Regions from separate parts of the Zea mays genome. Here region 2 is linked to region 1. Evidence: chromatin contacts called from public Hi-C data. All regions are on one chromosome and are shown on one strand. Each heading gives the region's core, a stretch centred on a gene start, on an enhancer-like site or on the middle of the called end of the contact. The rest is flanking DNA. Distances are from core to core; before and after follow the strand shown. Region 1 holds the start of LOC100277194 (DUF4050 family protein). Region 2 holds the start of LOC100281974.

Region 1 (2,700 bases), core at 197-2,696:
TATAATAGTTGTTATTACCACTTCTCAATACATTGATTTTTTTGATACACAATACATCTCTATCTCTGTTTTTTCTCTTTCTTATTTTATGTACACCATACGTTGTACTTATTTAAAATTCTTGTATCCAAAACTAAAACATTTTAGAACTAAGGGTGTAGCCAAGTATGAACTTTCCCTATGTTTTTCCTAGGGACCTTTTTCTACAAACCAAACGACGTTACTATATTTTTTCTCTGTTCACCTTCGCTCCAAGGATTGGTTTGGAAACTTAAATCCCTCTAGGATTCTCGTGGATTGAGAGAAATATAAACTAATTTTCCATTCAATCCTAAGAATATCGGAGGAAATTTAAATTGTCAAACTAGCCACAAAAGGGTGAGTCTCCTATGTTTTTCCTATAGAGCTTTCTTACAAACCAAAGGGGTTCTTCCCTTTCCACCAGTCACTCGGAAATCATCTCTCATTTACTTATGATGCCGACAAGCCACGAAAGGAGGAACTTCACGATTGAACTGGGCTCGCCTCCACTTCTGGGCTTCAACCAGCTACTCAGCAAGAATTAGCACAACAGCTAGCACACTTTCGAGTTGCACTTACCGTCTCTCATATCCGTGAGGAAGGAACATGTGCCACTAGAGGCTAGAAATACTTCTCTTGTCAATTCAAGGAATGAGTCAAGGCAATACCATCTCGGAAGGCGACTCATATACAGAGAAGTCTGCTCACTCAGGTCTAATCTCATCTAGATGATCGGTTATTGGAAGCCGTTCTACAAATCCATGTCCTTGGATCTGACCTTCTCTTTAGCTTTTGGATTCCAGATCCAAGTGGTAGTATCGGGGCCCTTAGCTATTGTTCTTGAGAAATGTCCGGGTCTGGCCTATTCCTCAAAAGATGTTTTTATAGGATCCCTATCCACAGCAATTTTAACTTCTGGTTCCGACGAACGAATAATCATTAAGTCCTCCTCTTTCCTATATTTTTTCTTTTGTTTCACCTTTACCTAAAGATTAGTTTGGAAACTTAAATCATCTTCGAGGTTCTTGGATATTGAGTAGAAAATTAGCTTATTTTCGCACTCATCAATCAATGGAAATATTAGAGCGGATTTATGTTTTCAAATTAGCTTTAAGAACTTTTTATTTGATTATAAAGGGGTAGGAGGGGATTAAGATGAAACTAGAGGTAACTAACGCGCACACAACTAACAAGAATAGAGACAGCCTGAGCCCACCACATGAAGCGTCCGCGAGAGACCGTGGTGGACGTCCAAGAGCCAGGCCACGTCACGACGCGCTGTGAGAAGATGACCGCAGATTTTCCGATTCTCTCCGCTCCTCTCCTTTACTCTACCTTATCCCCCCAGGCCCCCACTGCAGGCCCACCAAAAGAAAAGATCACGACGCGACCCGCTCGCTCTCGCTCTCGGGCCCCAGTCCGATCGGGTCGGTGCCTACCCACCCCCGCTGGCCGCCGCACCCAGGCGAGGCGAGGCAAGGCGCGTCCCGAACAACGGAACCAACTGCACCGACCGAGTCAATCAATCCGGCGAGTGACCGAGTGGGGTAGGTTGTGTGCGGCATGACGACCACGCGCGACCGTGGCGCCGGCGGCGGATCGGCGTCGAGGGTCGGTGACGGGGACGTCGACCTGGGCGAGGGCTGGGACTGGGGCGCCATCCCGCGGCTCCTCTCCTCCGCCTGCCTCTTCCTCTGCTCCGGGTGGGTCCGCTTCGCTCATGTTCCTCTCCCCTCTTCCTCCCTCGCTAGCTTCCCACATCTGGTCAATCGAGTGCGACCTGCGCCGCCTGTGACAGAACCAACCGTAGGAGGGGTTGAACTGCCGCGACCGCGGGTGAAGCCAGCTGCTTATGCCGGGTGCGCGGTTGTGGATTCTGGGAGATTGACATATACGCTGTAGAGTAGAGTGCGACATAGATGGAAATATGGAATCGCGCCGTTGCGAGCGGCAGGGCGTTCCGGGCATCTGTATACGAGTTCGACTTATTAGATGCTGGAACTCAATTCACATCGTTTTTCAAGACGAAGCGCGCGCAAGGTAGTGGCGTTACCAGATTTAGCGACTACTGATCAGATGTCTGCAGTTTTGCAGCCTTCAGCCTAGGTGTGCCTACTTTATGTGGGAATAGATGTTAGGATGTCGCCGTGCTCTGGGTGTTTCACCCACTGCCGAAAGTCGGAGGTGACCTTGTCTGCCTCTAGATTGTGGCATGTCTGCCATCTGTTTCAGTTTCATATTCGGGTACCTTTACTTGTTTTTTTTATCTACTTATGCTAATTGTCTACATGATCAAACTCCTTCCGAACAGAGCAGAGGCTGTTTTGGTTGCTGCGATAAGACTGTAAAGCAACTGGGTGAACTGTCCAGAAACTTGATCACCCAGGACCAAATTACCATTGGAGAGCCATTTTGGAGCACAACCACCATCGAGGTTGAACCAGCAGATCTCAGTGGTGTTACTTCAGTCAATACATCTAACTTGGCCTCTGGAACTGGTAGCAGTCATAACCTTCCTGGACTTGGTAATAATGGTAGGTCACTCTGAATCGTTTTTTAAGGTCTGCTAAACTAGGGTGTTTTCACTGGATCGACATATTGTCTCATTTACTACAACCTTAACCTTGATTTTGTCCTAGCTTCTCTGAGCTGAGGAAAAGAATGTCAGTCTTAGTTTTT
Region 2 (2,853 bases), core at 193-2,692, 520 kb before region 1:
AGTGCGCAAAGTGATAAAGTGATAAACTCATGCACCATGTGTCACACTCACATTCAGGCAAGATAGAAAAAACTTACTCCTTACAAGTTACCTGATGATTCATTATCAGCTAGGGCACAGGTGGCTTAACACATATACTAGAGTTCCCTCATGATTTATATATGCAGCATACATAGAACATGAAGTGGTTGGGTGATTTTTTATCAGCTAGAGGCTAGGGCACTGAAGCAGCTTAACACTTATACTAAGTCGCACCGGATACAAGTTATGTGCAGCAAACAAAGCAAATAGAATGGGTCGATTTTTTTTAAATACAGGTGTAGAAAACTAGAAAGATGCTGCCAGGGATGATATTTACTAGCCCAAAAGCAACTTAGAAGTTAGCATAGTGACAACAGATTACATCTAATGCCAAACAAAAAAAAAGGTTGTGGTCACATACCATCAGTATTCTCATTAGACGGGAACATAGGATGCATTTATCTAAATATATTATTGGACACTGGAAACTGACTGCATGAATCAGGTGTGCTACAGTTCCAGAAACTACAGATATACAGTTGCTCAATTGCCCATTAGAATCTCAGAATAGAGATGACTGTACAGAAATCATGTGAATCCAATTCCAAACCCTGACACAGTGCGCAAAACTCATGTGAATCCAATTCCATACCCCTGATGCACTGTAGTGGGCCAGAAGGAAATAGGTGCGAAATTAGGATCAGCACAACTCCGCCAAACAATCTCATCATGTCATTAGCATTTAGCGATAATCAACAATGACATAAAACCGTTAATTTCACGGAATGGCGGAATGGGTACAAGAGCCTTACAGCTGATGTCGATGCACGGGACGATCTCATAAGTCCCCTCACGAGGGCGGTGGAGAGTGATCTTGCCATGGTACCCTGCAGCGGAAATATACAGCAACAAACACCGCGATTAAGCAAGTGATCCAGCAATCGAACTGAAAATTCAACCAATAAACCCCATTCAGAAATAACAAAACTCGCGCTGCACGGAGGTAAGAACAGAACAAATTGTGCAGGCAGCTAGCCCCAAACCCTAGAGAATGTCTGGTCAGTCTAAACTCAGAAGAGTTCTTCTCTTTTTAAGTGTGGGAGAGTTATTGACAGATAATTTTGTTCACGTCCATCGATAAGGAACCCCCACCCCCACACACTGGTGATGGCGCGGATTATCCCGCCGCCAGACGACTCGACGATACAAGTTGAGGAGGAGGTCGTGTCGTGGTCAGCTGCGAGGAGGAGACACGGGTGCAGTGCACCAAAGAGGTGCGGGACTAGGAGGAAACTAACCGAGACGAGATCGACAACGAGGAAGAGTGGGAGGGGAGGAGGCGCCGCCGCGGACGGGAAACGGCGGCGAGCGGCGGAGGTCGAAGGAGAAGGGGAGTCGGCGAGAACCTGCAGCTGCAACGGAGGAGGCTAATCGGGCCTGTCATTCTACTCTGTAGCGGGCTTAGCATGGCACGGCCCAGTGTAGCCTTTCATCTCTACTCTTTAGAGGGGATGTGGTACAGAAGCCCAATTTGTTGAATCCGGAGATGGCCAGTTTGCTTGTGGAAGAGAATCCGCGGACGGCCCAACTCGGTGATGAGAAATAATCCGACCACTAATGACTGTTTTAGGAGCCACAAAACTAGAGGTGTAAGAGAGGCTAAAACCTTTTTCTTATTAAAAAATTAGATAAAAAAGGATTTTAGACCCTTCAATCTCATTCGGGTTTTCTCTTTCCTAAATTAGTTCTAAGGTAGTGTTTGGTTCCGGGGTATGATAGGATGGAACTGCTCCACTCCTATTTTATAGTTGTTTGAAGTGATTTTATATAGGACAAAGTGGCTCTAAAAAGAAAAATTATGTTAAAATATTGAACCATACCCCTAATCTCCCAAACCGAATTGTTCTCTGGGATGGAGCGGCTCTATCTCAACTGGCTCCATAACCAAAGCACTGCCTGAGGACCGTTTGTTTACCTTAATTCAGTTTAAATAAGTTAAGAGACAAACAAACAACACAATTAATTCAGTTTAAATAAATCAATAGATAAACAAACAACACAAATTATTAGGTGAATTATATAATCTAGATACCTAGATTATGATAATCCACAAGGCTATCTCCAACAGCTTATTCATCCCTGTACCTATATTGAAACTACACCCTACGAATATTGCAGTCTACAGTACAAAAACAATGTTTTAGATAACCATATGGGTGAATTGTTGAACACTGTCTAAGAAGGTCATTAGGTTCGTGTATAATCTATAAGCTAGATTATATAATCCTAGAAGGAAAACATGGCCTAAGTGTTTAAACACAACTGAGCTGTGGATACATTTTAGTTGCTCACCTTTCAATACTTCGCTACCGAATTATTGGACTATATATTAATAGTCTCACTACTATATGCATATATACTAGTTATATACCATGCATTGCTACGGTTTCTATTTATACTTGAGAATACGCGTGTGTCATGTTGGCTAGATAGGTATGAATATGGGTTTAGAACTAATAATTATAGTTTGAATCCCACTTATACATAATTTTTCCTTTTTACAATTTAAATGTGACAGACACGAAGAGATTCAGAATCCCTCAATTGATTTGGAATTTTACAAATATCGCCAACTTGATTTGTGTATATCTGATGTAATGTCGAGGTACATATTTTATGTTAAGAGCATCCTCAACGTTCTTTCGTAAATCATAATGATATACATTATTTTACTTCTAGTTACCAAACTTTGGATACGCTCATAAATTGCAAACTTTAAACATATATAACCTTTTATTTCTAGCAATCTGAATGTGTTTCCCTCCCCTAGTT

What was found. Hi-C and Micro-C count contacts between places; a contact is called where the count stands out from the background.
Region 2: a contact with region 1 is called in a Hi-C map of leaf mesophyll, with 2.5 times the contacts expected there. The contact joins the promoter of LOC100281974 here to the promoter of LOC100277194 in region 1. A contact is called at or near these places in 3 of 25 Hi-C or Micro-C datasets (bundle sheath, leaf mesophyll and tassel).

The regions. Positions count from the first base shown.
Region 1 is chr8:17,929,413-17,932,112 of Zm-B73-REFERENCE-NAM-5.0, reverse strand. It overlaps LOC100277194 (DUF4050 family protein), which reads left to right and starts at 1,446. Exons shown (of 5, transcript NR_176298.1): 1 at 1,446-1,724; 2 at 2,333-2,555.
Region 2 is chr8:18,451,905-18,454,757 of Zm-B73-REFERENCE-NAM-5.0, reverse strand. It overlaps LOC100281974, which reads right to left and starts at 1,442. Exons shown (of 7, transcript NM_001154891.1): 1 at 1,320-1,442; 2 at 834-908. The coding sequence starts at 902.